Regions from separate parts of the Mus musculus genome. Here all the other regions are linked to region 1. A link is a contact called in public Hi-C and promoter capture Hi-C data. All regions are on one chromosome and are shown on one strand. The core of a region is the stretch at or near the end of the contact, and the rest is flanking DNA. Distances in the headings are between cores, read along the strand shown. Region 1 holds the start of Gprasp1 (G protein-coupled receptor associated sorting protein 1). Region 2 holds the start of Fam199x (family with sequence similarity 199, X-linked). Region 3 holds the start of Zcchc18 (zinc finger, CCHC domain containing 18). Region 4 holds the start of BC065397 (cDNA sequence BC065397).

Evidence for each region. Promoter capture Hi-C pulls out the DNA fragments that hold promoters and counts their contacts. Hi-C and Micro-C count contacts between places; a contact is called where the count stands out from the background.
Region 2: a promoter capture Hi-C map of erythroid cells shows a contact between it and region 1, with 5 times the contacts expected there. The contact joins the promoter of Fam199x here to the promoter of Gprasp1 in region 1. A contact is called at or near these places in 4 of 39 promoter capture datasets (cranial neural crest, erythroid cells, liver and 1 more).
Region 3: a promoter capture Hi-C map of pre-B cells shows a contact between it and region 1, with 5 times the contacts expected there. The contact joins the promoter of Zcchc18 here to the promoter of Gprasp1 in region 1.
Region 4: a Hi-C map of CD8 T cells shows a contact between it and region 1, with 6 times the contacts expected there. The contact joins the promoter of BC065397 here to the promoter of Gprasp1 in region 1. A contact is called at or near these places in 3 of 39 promoter capture datasets (the C10 cell line, erythroid cells and liver) and 2 of 484 Hi-C or Micro-C datasets (CD8 T cells and uterus).

The regions. Positions count from the first base shown.
Region 1 is chrX:135,740,959-135,744,614 of GRCm38.p6, forward strand. Gprasp1 (G protein-coupled receptor associated sorting protein 1) reads left to right here and starts at 1,734. Exons shown (of 11, transcript NM_026081.5): 1 at 1,734-2,020; 2 at 3,541-3,617. Armcx5 (armadillo repeat containing, X-linked 5) reads left to right here and starts at 1,734. Exons shown (of 4, transcript NM_001009575.5): 1 at 1,734-2,020; 2 at 2,605-2,656; 3 at 3,541-3,617.
Region 2 is chrX:137,047,821-137,051,476 of GRCm38.p6, forward strand. It overlaps Fam199x (family with sequence similarity 199, X-linked), which reads left to right and starts at 1,774. Exons shown (of 6, transcript NM_146261.2): 1 at 1,774-2,249. The coding sequence starts at 2,053.
Region 3 is chrX:136,991,084-136,994,739 of GRCm38.p6, forward strand. Zcchc18 (zinc finger, CCHC domain containing 18) reads left to right here and starts at 2,064. Exons shown (of 4, transcript NM_025893.3): 1 at 2,064-2,269; 2 at 2,624-2,678; 3 at 2,848-2,987; 4 at 3,430-3,656. The coding sequence starts at 3,555. All of the region lies in intron 6 of Slc25a53 (solute carrier family 25, member 53), which reads right to left.
Region 4 is chrX:136,741,352-136,745,007 of GRCm38.p6, forward strand. It overlaps BC065397 (cDNA sequence BC065397), which reads left to right and starts at 1,606. Exons shown (of 10, transcript NR_033324.1): 1 at 1,606-3,357. It overlaps Morf4l2 (mortality factor 4 like 2), which reads right to left and starts at 1. Exons shown (of 4, transcript NM_001168226.1): 1 at 1.

The DNA.
Region 1 (3,656 bases), core at 484-2,983:
ATAGTCTAAGTTTCTGGGCTAATATCCACTTATCAATGAGTGCATATCATGTGTGTTCTTTTGTGATTAGGTTACCTTACTCAGGATGATGCCCTCCAGTCCATCCATTTGCCTAAGTTAATACCAGCCTTATTTATAATAGCCAGAAGCTGGAAAGAACCCAGATGTCCCTCTTTCTTTCTTTCTTTCTTTCTTTCTTTCTTTCTTCCTTCCTTCCTTCCTTCCTTTCTTTCTTCCTTCCTTTTTCTCTTTTCTTTCCTTCTCTCCTCTTCTCTTCTCTTCTCTTCTCTCTCCCTCTCTCTATCTCTCTCTCTTTAACTGTTTTTAGGGCCCTGGGCTGGCCCATCTGGAGGGACCACTACCACCTATTTTTTACAATTATGTTTTATTGAGCCTCCCACCAAAACTATTTTCATCTTGTGTCCTGGGTCATGAAGATGGTCTGTCTGGACTGACCATCACCACCTAGTATTGTTCCTTATAGGCTGGTTATTCCTTCCAAAAGTTAACCTCCTGCCTCATGACATTATCAGGTTTTCTGATAATGTAGACTGGGACTGAGGGGAAACCATGCACTTTTATTAAGGCAATTTCAAAATTACAAACATCCCTGAAACAGGAAAAATGTCTCTCATCATAATCTACTAATGTCATAGCTCAGCTTAGAGTTGAGGCATACAGGACTGATGGGCTGGGACATTTCTAAGTGGTATACATGTTAGAAACACTTTCTGATTCTAAGGCTTATTTTAATTAAATTTATGTTCAAATAGATAATACAAACATGAGGCCCAGCATTCAAGATGCAAGGACTTATATAGTCAGAGATTTAGGGGGCAAGAAACGTGAGGGAACAAGCCCGGAGAAATCCACAGAGCAGGGACTGGTGTTGGTCCACGGGTACAAAGATACTTTGGTATTATGTCTTGTCAGTAAGAAGATTCTTGTTTTCCCAGTGCCTAGATTAAATCCAAGCCACTGCACCTTATGGTAGTGAGGTCATCCTGGAGTAGAACTCGTCTGCACAGTTCTTTTTCTCCCTGTTTTTCCTCTATCCTTACTTCATGTTATCTAAAACTATTTCAAAACAAGAAACATGCCGGACAATAAGAGCAAAAGATTTCAAGGGGTGGCAACAGGAAACATAAAAAGGGAGATTGAAAAACAAAACAAAACAAAACAAAAACGGTCTGGCAGCAGAGCAGTTTTCCATAGGTTCTGCCGCTGCAGCAAGAATTTTATGCAAACAAGCCCTTACAGGTGCATCACTGGCGGATTTTGCTTGTAGAAGGAACAGTTTAGAATTTGTTGGAATAAATGAGAATTTTTATTTGTAATTTCAGCGTTGAGAACCGCCCCACCCCCAGCATCGTTTCTACCTTGAGCCCCTCCCCTACCTAACCAGCTCACTTCAGTGGGCGGTGGGTTTAGTGAGGAACGTGTAAAAACACTAGAATTCTTTGCTATCCTTCCGCCCGGTAAGGCGGCCGCTTTTTCTTCTGACGCCACAGCGTGAAAACCGCATGCATTTCGAAATGGAAAGACATGTCTAAGAAGGAAGCTAAAACCGACATTTGGTAATCGCCTGCTTGCGGGTGCTTGGCGCGGTTTTCCCTAGTTCGGGATCAGAACCTAAGTGTCGCAGTGTGCGCCACAGTAGTATCACTCCGCTTCCCTAAGCCGGAACTCCTTAAATAACTCTAGCTCCTCCCTCTGCGGGCCTCCGTAATGACGTAGCCGCGCCTAGTGCGTCCCGGCGGATGTAGGTAGCTATGTAGTCGCTTCGTGAGGGACCGGAGAGAGGAGTGGGTACCGAAAGGTGACAGTAATTTGCTAGTCATGGCCCTTCATCTTGTCCTACATCCCAAGCTCCCGGCAAGCCCCTAAATTACAGTCGCCGCCATTGCCTCTGCTCCCTGCGGCGGACTGCCGACGGCGTTTGCCTGCCTCCTTTCTGTGTGGGAAGGCGCCGCCGGAGAGAACGCACCTAAGAAAACTGCCTTGGATTCAAGCAGAACAGGTCAGTAAGAAGGAGGGCATTGCTTGGGGTTGTGGTTGCGGGTTCCATGATTGGTGCGGGATTGGTGACCTGATTTTAGGGGGCGAGTGTTGGGAAGACAGACTAGGGAGGATGAGAAAAAGCTATCTACGTTTCCAGAAACTCGCTTCATCACGTTTGGGAAGGGAGATGGATGCAATGGCATCATCTACTGGGGAGATGGCGTACTTGTCAGAGAAAGGACTACCACCACTGATGAACGCAGTTGTCTGAGGAGCCTTGAGAATCAGGAAGGAGATACACAAAGGGGTTATAGATGTGGGAACATTAAATCTTGTGTTGGGTGTATTCGAAGATTGCACATTCTTATCTGACCATTAATTAACCATATCTTACTCAGTGCGATTTCATTTGATTTGGGGCTATCACACATTCATTTGTGTGGATAGATTTTGTGCCAAGTTTGCATTTCTCCACGTTTCAGGGCGGCAGATCAAAAGGGGAGGGGAGAAGATAAACAAAACTGACCTGATTTCTGTACTGTGGGAGAAAGCTGCAAGACTAGGTAGGGTTCTAGAATAATTTCTACATCTCCTCTTTTCCAGCCTTCCAGAAATGCCCTCCGCGTTACCCCAACTATGTTGCAGAATGTGATAGGTTTGTGTGGGTGGGTGGGGGATAATCATAAGAATGTGTAAGAAAATTGAAAATGATACTTTTCATTATTTCCCCAGCTTCCTGTTATTGTCAGGCGTTTCATCCCTACTGCTACCAGTACGACCAACTGTGCAGAGATGATTTAGTTGTCCCTTCATGGAAATGATCAGGCTTTAAGAATATAGCAGAGGAACGTGGAGATTTGGGGGTGTCATGGGGGGATGACAAAAAGAAAGGGAATCAGAGAATTCTTTACCAAACAAGTATCTGTATCCAGCAAGCATTTATTCCGTAATTACTGTTTCCTAAATTATACTCAGTAGTGCTGTTCTCATGTTTGTGGATTTCCATTGATAGACACATCCGGAGGGTTGTATAACTTGGCTGTTGTGAATGTTTGTAAAATAACTGAATGTGAAGCTAGGAGATAATGAGAAGGCAATTGTCCAGATTCGAGGATTAGTGTGAAGACAGACAAGGATCACTGAGACTAGAATGTCACACCCTTCTGTTTTGTCAGTTTCTCGATGACCTCTAGCTGGTCTGTGGATTCACTTAGGAGTCTTGGTCTAACTCTAGAGATAGATGCAGGATGGGAACATCTTCCTTTAATCCCCTCTTTCCTGTCCTGCTCTAACACTTCATTATCAACCGATTTTTCAACTAAGGGATTACCGAAACAGTCACTCAAGAAGACAATGGAGGGCCCCAAGGGAGGAGGAGGAAGAGGAGGAGGAACAGCTTTGAAGCTGGTTAATGGAAGGAGAGGAAGACCAGGAAGGGAAAAGCTAGACAAGCTTCTCTGAGAAGGCAAGAATAAGGGCCAGGAACCAAGGTCTGTATCCCAAGAGCTGAGTTTCTCTGTCCTCTTTATCTATCTATAGGTTTGCCAGATCTGCTGCAGGGCTTGTCGCCAGTGGAAACAGAGAAAGGAGGAAACAATCCCTTGGCAAGAGCGCAGGTTAGTATGAACGTGGGGACTCCTCGAGTAAGACCTATA
Region 2 (3,656 bases), core at 524-3,023, 1.3 Mb after region 1:
CTTGGGGCTGACTTACAGATTCAGAGGTTCAGTCCATTATCATCAAGGCAGGAGCATGACAGCATCCAGGCAGGCATGGTACAGGAGGAGCTGAGAGTTCTACATCTTCATCTGAAGGCTGCTAGTGGAAGACTGACTTTCCAGGTAGCTAGGATGAGGGTTTTAAAGCCCACACCCACAGTGACACACCTACTCCAGGAAGGCCACACTTGCTCTAACAAGGCCACAGCTCCAAATAGTGCCACTCTCTGGGCCAAATATATTCACACCATCACACCTTCCTTTGTATAAGCTATGGCTCATTTAACCTCACTAATCCCAGATAGACTTCTGTGGATTTGTACACTGGGGACTATGATGCAAAACATCATTTGTATAGTGCTTTAATTGGTCAACCCAATTACATCTTAAGGAATGATAACTTTGAAAGCCACGTTCTCAGTGCAATACTTTAAAAAAAAAACAATCTAAATAAAAGAGCCACATCTGGTAGGTATCTAAATACCTGCATCTACAATGGAGAGGTGGCTATCTCTATCTCTAGAATCCACATCCTTAGACAAAATCATGTTGGTGGGAGTGGGGGAAATCCTCATGAGAGAAAGGGCTGAGTGTGTAGCTATGTGGTTGAACAGTCCTACAGGCATGCCCAAGGGCCTAGGTTCAAGTCCCATCATACCCATGTATTTTAAAATGCAGATTTTTGTTATTCTTCAAACAAATTACCATAACTTTTCATAGCATTTATGCACCCTAGAGATGATTTAAAGTATTTTGAAGAATGTGTGTAGGTTATATGTAAGTTATATATTTATATATTTTATATAAGGAATTTGGGATCCTTCACTCAAGATCAATCAGAATTATTCCAGAGATTTTTCCCAGGCTTTTAAAAAAGCTGAATATTAAAACAAAACCAGGCCTCCAAGATTTAAAATCGCTTGTCTAGAACACAGAAGTGAAGTGCCAGGAGCAAAGAGCACCATGTGATACCTCGTAAGTTGATTTAAGTCAAACAAGTTAAGCTCCATAATATCGACGGAAGCAGGGTTGCAGGACCTAACAGCGGTAGTGCCTAAGTCTCCTTTGGGAGATAGGGAAGGCTTCACCAAGAAGCTAGCGCTTGAGCTGGGGATTTAAGGATTAGCAGAGGAGAATGGCAGGACATTCCAAACACTACGAGGGAAAGAAAGCTCAGAACACAAAAGAACATTACAGTCCCAGCATCTCTGAGCAGCCTAGCCGCTTTATCAGGGTTTTTGAAGCGAGGCCACTTACAAGTGAGGCGGCATTTTTTTTCTCCTTCCTCACTCTATGGTCCATTTCTCTTACAGCTCATTGCTTTGGCTGGGCACACCTACTGCAGGAGCCCAGTACAAGTAGAATCGAGACAGGGTGGTCCCACGTGTTCAAGGGCACCTGGGACTCGTTTTTCATATATTCCCTCAGTATGACCTTGGCTAAGTCCCTAGTCCTAAGGGCTACTGTTGCTGTTTGGCCGTGGAGTGCGAGTGGGAAGCACGAGGAGAAAGAGGAGGAGGAGGAGGAGGGGCGAGGGGGGCGGGCTTGGCTGAGATGTGGGCCCTTCAAGCATCCCAGAATTGGGGACCGCGTAGAGCACCGGGCCGGTTGGGTCGCCCTGGGCTTAAGACACTGACATTCAGTTCCTCCTCCACTCCGGCAGGGGGCAAGGGCAGCGGCTCCGGGTAGCCCAGGAGCTGGCAGCGGCCACGGGGCGGACCGAAGCCGCAGCGGGCAGCGAGCAGCGAGCGCAGTGGGCGGGGCGGCCGGGCCGGGCGGCGGCGCCGCAGTGACTCGTCGGGCTTGGCGGCGGTGGCGGCGGCTTCTGAGGTTTCAGAGGAGCGGACTGTGTGGCCGGTGGGCTGCTGCGGCCTCGCAGCAACCTTTGTGCAGAGCCCTCCCCTCCTCGGGCGGCTGCGGTGGGCACACTCGGGGGCGGAGGCCACCGCGGCCAGGTTAGCGTGGGGGAAGGGGCGAGTGCCAGAGTAGCCCATCTGCAGCCAGTGAGACCAAGCCGGCCCATCTCCCACCATGTCCGACGAGGCGTCGGCCACCACTTCCTATGAGAAGTTTTTAACCCCAGAGGAGCCCTTCCCTTTCCTAGGAGCTCCTCGCGGGGTGGGCACCTGCCCCAGCGAGGAACCTGGCTGCCTGGACATCAGCGACTTCGGCTGCCAGCTCTCCTCCTGCCATCGCACGGATCCGCTCCACCGGTTTCACACCAACAGGTAAAGGAGCTCTTCCCAGAACAGGGGTGGACTTCCCACTGCCAGGCGGGGCAAGAGGACGCCAGGTTGCACTCCTGCAGGGTTCCTCCTGGTCCCTCGTGCAAGCCTGAGCTGCGGGCTGCCCCCTCCCCCATCTTCCTTTGACCAAGGCTCTTCCCAGCTCCTCCCTGTTTTCACCCACTGCCCCCTGATTTTTCTGAAGACCAGCTTCCCTGCACCTTCTTTCTTCTCCCCCTTTCCTTTTTGCACTCTAGTAATTCTTCCCATCCAGATCTTCCCCTTTTACCTCTTCGTGACCCCCGCCCCCATCCATACGCAGAGACTCCTAAACCCCAACTCTTGATTTTTAGATTCATCTGCAAAAGTTTAACCCCTTTCGTTTCCGGTACACTACAGAGTAAATTTGAGAGAGCCAAATCGATCAGTGGATCTTATGAAAGCACCTTTCAAGCTCGAGCCTCCTCTTTCTCAATTTTAACCTCACCCTAAACCAAATTGTACCGGGAAATTAGTCTTTTTTTTTCCCCATTGTTGCTTTGAGACCAGTATTTCTCATAGGTTAGACCATCAGCAAAACTGCTTATGCCTGGAAGATGACCTTGGACTCCTGGTCCTCAAACCTGCCTCCCAAGTGCTGGGATTACAGACATTTGTGATGTCCAACTAAGCTTAGTGTGTTTTAATCAGTTCAAATTTATATTTTTTTCAGTACTATGGCTTGAAACCTGAACCTCATGCGTGCTAGATAAGCTTTCTACCAACTGAGCTATATGCTTGCCCTATAAACTAGTCATTTCCCCCTTCCTTACTTCCTTACTTCCATTGCCTTACTTCTGTTGGGTATCCCCAAAGGTAAACTCTGGAAGAGTCCTATAGCATACCACCCGCCTTGCATCCCTGATGAGGGAAGTAGAGCAAGTTTAGGGTGGGCTGATTTATACAAATAATTTCTTAAAGGTGTTCATGTAAATTATTTTATCAGAAGGCAGTGTTTTGGAGAATTCTCTCATGCAAGCATTTAAATGTTATACCTAACATTGGTGATGCGACAGGGCTTTTCAATATAGGCTCAACTTTTAAAAATAATTTACTTTCAATTGTGTGCAAATCAAGAGTGGGCATGGGCATGAGACTGCAGGTGTGTATGGAGGCCAAAGACAGCAGAACTTGAGTTACAGGTGGCGGGGAACAGGCTGAATGTGATGCTGGGAACAGAATTTGGGTCAACTGCAAGACATCATATGCTCTTAACCATGGTGCCACATTTCTAACCTCTTATACACGCACGCACACGCACACACACACACACACACACACACACACACAGAGGTAGAATATGGATAAGAGGGGAGGGAAAGGGTCCCTCTAAGGATAATAGAAAGAAGGAATCCAGTTCTGGTTTCTGAC
Region 3 (3,656 bases), core at 814-3,313, 1.3 Mb after region 1:
TATAAGATTCTAATCACTACCGTTGTAAATAAGAAGGCAGGCAGGAATAAGTGAACTACCTTAGCAGGTTGAAGTCAAAGCCAATGGCAATTGCAGGGTTTCAAATGGTTCCCATGCTTCCAGGCATCAAGAGTCCAGTGTAAGCCCTCCAGGGGCCTCCTAGCCACCATCTACATGGGAGAAGTGTAACCTGCTGTCTAAGAACCAGAAGCAGGAAAAAATGGAGTAGGTTTTCTAGCCTCTGGCTTCACAGCCCATTCGCTTTGGACAGCCTTGCATGCTGTTTCCATGGAGTTGCTCCTTCCTGGGGCTAGTGATGCCAAATCCAGCAAAGGAGAAGTCCCCTGAAGAGCTCACAGAAGGGCAACCTAGCAACCTAGCAACCTAGCCTAGCCAGGAAATAAAAGAGCTATATCAGCGGCAGAGAGCTGTGGTGTGGGGGTTAGGTCAAATGGTGTTTTGTTTCTCACACTTTGTCCTCAAGCAGGTGTTGAAAGAGGAAGATATTATGAAGATTGTAGGGCAGTGAATGGTTCTTAACTGTTTGGAGGCCACAGGCCCATCTGAAAATGTATAGAGCTATGGCATCAGAAAAAAAAAAAGTGGTCAAATTCTTTGCACGCAGTTTCAAAAAGGACTTGAAGTAGCAACTTCTGCTCTGGGATTAAGTTTCATGACAAATAGGCTACGGACAGACAATTGAGTGACAGCCCCATTTACTGATAGCCTTCGGCGTGGTGTGGTGTTTAGAACACTGGTTCACAGCTTTTTTTTATAACCCAGAATCAATTATAGCAACAGGTAAAATGCAAATGACATTGCTCATCCCCAATCTGAAGCAAAGCCAAATCTCCAGAGCTGGAGCCCAAGGAACGTGATTTCCAACAAGCCCTCAGCAATGATTGCGTGGTAGCTTGCTGGGTGCCCATACTTTAGTTTGTAGCACGAATTCTAGATTGAGAGCTCTGGCTTCTTCGCAATTTTAGGCAAGTCATCTCTAAGTCCGATTTCCTTTGGGGGGGGGGGGTCATACAGAAATGCTGCTATTTTTATAAACAGGTGGTTTGTTTTCGTGTAAAATCGGGAGCAGAAACGTGTCTCAGTTTCCTCCTTGGTAGAATGCATATCATAAAGGATTCCATTCTCTTCTTTCCCATCTCTTCCCCACTCCTCTCATCAACACAACCATTTTATGAGCAAAGCTGCTGAGATAGTTTGTGGCTATGTATGGACGAGTGAAAATGCTCTCTCTGGGTAGCCCAGCACAGGGCAGTGTTGGCATCGACACAGAGGAAAGCGCTGGCATCAACAGAACAGCTGACCGAGGTGCAAAATCGGACGTTATTAGCTGCTTTGCTGCGATACAGGACAGGAAGCCTAAGCTCCTGGTGGCTCAGTTTTCTCATCTGTGAGTTGATACCAGTTTTTGGTCATTATTTTTATGTAGCCCTATACTGGTCCTTTCATCCTCATTTTGGCTTCTCTCCACTAAGCCTTAATCTGACACTAGAAAGGGGGTGTTTAAAGGGTGTAACCCTTGAGGCTAGATGCCAGGGCTGGGGTGAGAACTGTTAATTCTGTGCTTCCTACCCATACTGCCTAGGTGCTTACATCCTCCTCTCTGTTAAATGGGTGCACTGCTACGTTTTAGCGCAAGACTGATGAGAAGAATACGTGAGATGTCCGTGCACGCGCACAGGACACACGGAAAGAGCTCAGCAAATGCTATCCCCTTCCCCCCTATACAAAGGTGAAGAACTCTCATTGTTCACTTGGTTTCGGTCCCACCTCGTGTTTAAGGCATCTGGTCGCAAAGCATCGGAGGGGAGCCAAAGCAGAAGGCGATAGGAAGAAGGGAAGAGAGGGGAAGCTGCAAACTCACGAATGAAATGTAAATGGGCCAGGTCCGTGAGTCCAAGCTGCACTTGACGCCGCGCCCGCTCCCGCGCCAGTCTGCCGCAGCCCCCTCTAGCAGGTTCCCCCCTCTGGCAGGCATTAGCATCCTGGCCCAGGCTTTGCAGGGAGGCCGCCCCTGCGAACAGCTGATTGGCCACGCCACTACCTTCGTCACTCTCTTTTGTCTCAATGGGCAGAGACTAAAAGCCGCCGCTGCTGCTCTGCAGGCTGAAATTGAGGGCGGGGGCAGCTATAGCTGCCTTGGAAACCGCGGCTGCGACTCTGCTACCCCTGGCTGGGCGACCCTGCAGAGAGCCTAACCCAGACAGCTCTGAGGCTGAGGCGCCATCCTTTCCTCTGCAAGGCCTACGAGGTGAGACAGCTCTTCGCAGCAGACCCTGAGCATCCTCTGCTCATCTACGAAGGTAAAGGGAGGTGCAACTGCATAATGCGGAGATGGGAGGATGAAACCTTAATATTTTGAGCTTCCGAATTGGCAGCTTCGAGGCAAGGAAGTGAACACCCTAGTGGTTGGGCTATATGGTGGTATGAGGTGAGTTTCCTACCTAGGATTTGCCTAGATTGGAGAGGGGACTTTTTTTCTTCCAGAAAGGTAGCAAAAGACAATGAGAATGATTCACAATCCGTTTGTCCTTTCTCTCATCTCTTCGGGAATAGAAATACGGAGGTGGGAGGGTATTGCAATTTCTCTTCTTTTTCTCCATAGCAGCTCATCAAAGCCGATTTCAAACGTGAATTCTGTGTGACTGATTGCAGAGCTGGTAGGCCGCTGTTTTCCCCGGGTGAAATGGATTGGGGGAGGGGTGGTCCCCATTGGCTTTTATTCTGAAGGTAGGGTTTTTCCTCCTGGCGACAATGGCGCCTGTGAAGAAATGATGAGACTGCTGACGTCTCAGACCCTTCTCCTCCCTTCCTTTTGCTGTGGCGCAGTTTAGACTAGAGGCCCAGGGCACCTGGATCGGAGAGCCTGCGGTCAGAGATCAATCCTACCCGGACAAGAGCTATTGCGGAAAGCACCTGTTGCAGAGAGTAGGCTTGAAATAAAGGTGGAAGCCAGTTTCTGAGCTCTGGTAAGAATCCTAGAAAAGGGGGAGGGGGCAGAGGGCGGGAGGGGGCAGAGGGCGGGGGGGGGGAGGAACTTGCTACCTAATAGATTTAAGGCCTTACTTATTAACATAATTCTGTAAGGTTTACTCTACTGCCCTTTATTTGAGAGCCTAGTAGGGGCTCCAAAGGTTGTTGTAGCTAGAATTCCAAGCAACAGTTGTTGCCTCTCCTAGAGAACAGGCAGTGGGGTGGGTGGGGCGCAGTAGAGAGGGAGGAGATGTGACTGACAAAGGCCCCACTAGCACACAAAAATTATTGCTCCTCAAGGTTGGGAAATGGCAGTTTCCTGCTGAGTAGTTTTAGGGCAGTGGGCAAATATTCAAGATGGTAGAAAATGTGATTAGAGGCTTGTTCCCAAGTCTATTGCGTTATTGAATTTTTGTTTTGTCTTGTTTTGTTTTACAGTTTCTACCCAAACACAAGGAAGAGACTGCTGGGGAACGTTCCTTTGGAGGTTTCTGCAGATTGGACTGCTTTTGTTTGCAGAAAGTCCAGGCGTCTTGTATTCAGATATCCAATTGTTGTCAGGCATGGCTAGCCTCCTTGCTAGGATGGGTAACAGTCGCCGGCAGAATGCAGCTTTTATGCCTTTTGCCCATTCCATGCTGAGGGCCCTGGGGAGGAGCCTTGGT
Region 4 (3,656 bases), core at 356-2,855, 1.0 Mb after region 1:
CAATCCTAGCCGTCTTGTCTGAGTTTTAGAATGTTCCATACCCAGATGATTGGACAGCCGCCCCCACGTCAGCAGTGACACTCAGCCGCAGTAAAGGCGGGTGCTAGCAACCTGCTTCTTCATGCTTAGGGCCGACTGCAAACCAATTAGCATCCTTCTTCAGTGAGGGCTCCCGCCAATGGCGATGGTTCTTTTAGGATCTTAGCCCGCCCTCCAAGTGCGCTCCAGCCGTTGGGTCAGAAGTCTATAGGGCAGCGCGTTCACGTGGCCCGTCTTCACGACCCAGAGTTCCCCTGACCGTGGGTTTTTTTTTTCCCCCCCTCGCGCTCGCCTTCTCTCCTGCAGGGAGGCATTATGGGTTTGTGGGTCCGCTCCCCTCCCCCGCCCCCGCCCCGCTGGGAAAGGAAGTGCCGACGTGGCTGGCGGAAACAGGCTAGGCGGAAATGAGCTAAGGTTCCCGCGAGTGGGAAGAGCGAGGGCAGACCCGGGGCCACGCCCCCGAGCCTGTTGCGCAACTCGCGGACCTGGGGAGAGAGGAAAAAAAAACACCAACGCCCCCCCAAAAAAACCAAAGGCAAAGGAATGGTGAAGGTTTTGAGGTGTGAGGCGTGTGAGGGTGGTGAGTGCCACTGGGCGGATGCCTGGATGCTTTGGAGAAACGGGGTGTCTGCGCGCACGCGGGCGCAGGCAGGCTCGCGTGGCTGTGGAGTGTGGGTGTGGGCGCACAGCCGCCCTCGTGGCGCTGGCGATGATGGGTGTGCGCAGGCGTGCTGCCCTGGTGGGGACGGGAGGGGCCGTGTGTGAGTGTGTGTGTGTGTGTGTGTGTGTGTGTGTGTGCGCGCGCGCGCGTGAGCGTAGGCGAGGTCCCTCATTTTGGTGGATTTTTCTGCCTTTTTTATGTTTGCAAACTGCATTAATAAAACTGAGAATAACTAGGACAGTGCTAGTATCTAAAGGAAAGGGCTTCTGTAAGAAAAGGCCTGCCGATTTAATCAAATTCCTTTCTTTTCTTTGCCTTTTTTCGTTTTTTTGTTTGTTTTTGAGGCCTGTTGTAACTAGGTAGCCCTGGCTGGCCTGGAACTCGGAGATCCACCTGTCCCTTCACGGCCTTCGAGCGCTGGGATTAAAAGCATGCGCCACTCCACCCAGTCCGATTTAATTTTAGACCCTAGAGATGATCATTATTCCCACATTATAGTCCACCAAAATAAACTTCTTCCATGGTTAAGATTCAGAACTATATTAGTAACGTAAAAGGGCGTTTCTTTCAAGTTTCCAGTTGTACACCCCCTCCTCTCTGTCCCCAAGGCCTCCCCTTTGCCCTTCACCAAATTTACTGCGAATCTCCCTTATGCCCCCTCACCAGGTTTATCGCTAAATTGGCACACAAAATTTTAATGAAAACATAGGCAACTAAATTCCCCAGTGATAGAGACAACTCCAGTTTCCTGTGGGTGGTGAGCCTCACCTACCTTTTTTCCTAATCTCCAAGCGGAGTGATCAAATACACATTCGGCCAATTTTCCAGAAAGTTCACTGGCTGAGCAGTAAACCTCTTGAATCTGCCGCTAGATGTCACCAAATCCCAGCCAAAGGAGTTACTGCTTGGTTCCCAGGGATTGTGAGATTGATTTTTTTGCTCCACCCACTTCTTATTTTATGGGCTCCCTAATCTCTGGCTGACTCATATATATATCTTAAATTCCTAAAGATGAATAAGATCAAGTTCTGTGAAGTAACAGTACTAGGCAAGGAATTATATATCCGAAAATTCTGGTTAATTTCCTTAAGCAAAAAAAAAAAAAAAAAAAAAAGTCACCTGTTCTGGCACATCTTTTGTTTTTTCTCAGGATTGATAAATGGGCCTAAATTCTGATGCTAAAACCCTTCGTGAGCTGTGGCGCAGCCGCAGTATCAGCGCTTGGGAGGAAGAAGGGCCGCAAATTAAAGGCCAGCTTAGATTACATATTGAGGCCCCGTCACTACATAAATAAACCAATGAAAGAATATTCTTTTTGCTCACTTTTTTCCCCTCTTGAAATTTTTATCAGGTACGTGTGTTGGCCCCTCAGGTTTATGTAGTGGTTCTGTGCTGTCCGGAGTGAGAAGGTAGGTACTTAATATACCAAAAGTTATATTTTATCACGGTGAGAGTCATCACACAGTTAAAACTCTTAGTTCCTAACTACAGTTTTAAGCCTGTTCCCCCCTGAGGGAGCTCACCTGTGTGACGGACCTTACCTGAAGATCAGGCCTAGTCTCCGATGCAGGCGCCTAGGGAGACTCTCCAGCCACAAGGGCGGCTCAAGGTGTCTCTCCAGGTGTGCAGCGAAAGACCGATGCTTTCTATCTCCCTCCTTATATACTCACAGTCCAGCGGGCGTCATGGGATTCTTGTCCCGTGTCTGGTTATCTTAGCGACTGATGTCATTGGGGGCTGGTTATCAGGTACAGCCTTGGGGGTAGTGGAGTTCCTGACTAAGCTGTTTTTCGAAGACAAAGGGCATTTTCTCCCCTACTATTCTCGTTACAATTCCGAAAAAAAAAAAAACGTGGTTGTGTCTTTTAAAGTCGATAGTAAGTAGGAAAGCATTTCACTTAGGTTTCACAGCGCATAATGATGTCGCCTTGAGGGTTTTTTTTTTTCTCGATGTACCTGTGTGACCTGTGCATTTCGCGGCTAAAGTTCACCTTCATTTAGGTCTTTTCCCTCTGTTGCGGTTCACCCTATTTTCTATGGAAGGATCTCACTGAACTCAGAGTTTACTACATGGGCTATACTGGCTTGTCAGTGAGCTCCCAGGATCTGCCCATTTCTACCAACAGTCCCCCTTAAAATACGGGGGTTATAGATAGGTGCCCCATGTTCGGCTTTTATATACGTGCTGGGGAACTGAACTTAGGCCCTCATGCTTGAGCAGCAGACCCCCTACATCTCCCGAGTCAGACCATCAATTTTTAATATTTTCTCTATTTCAGATGTTGTTTTAAATCCTTCCCATAGGTATTTCTTTTTTCTTAACAAAATTCTACTACACTATAATCAGCCAAAAAAAAATAGGTTTTAGTTACTAATTATATGTATTTGTACACACGGGTGAAGGATTTTTAATTTTTTTAAATTTTACTGTTTTTAATTAGGCATACATCTACATGTGTGTATGTGACATGTGTTCAGAAGTCAGAGGCACTGGGTCCTCCGGAGCTGGAATTCCTGGCTGTTCTGAGACACCTGACATGGATGCTGGGAACCTAACTTGGGTCCTCTGGTAGAGCCGTCTCTCCAGCCACAACAGTGAAAGGTTGTCTTAAAGCAGTTCTCCAACTCAGACAAATCAGAAGCATCAGTAAAACCCAGTAAGTTATCAGAATATGAGATTCGTAGGCTCTACTTTACGGCTCATAAATCAAAGGCTTTCCGGGTGGGGCTTGGCAATCCACGCCAGTACAGATTGTTCTAGTGAATCCATGCACTCGAAAATTTGAGAACCACTGCTTTGGGCGGGGCGGGTGGGGGAGGGGAGCTAAAATGCAATACTTTTTTTTGTACACCACTAGAGGGTGCCATAGAATGTAAAGCCAAATGTGTTCTGATATACCCTGCATAGTATCAGTCTTGTTTTGCAGACTAAGAAATGTGTAGGTGTCACCATCAG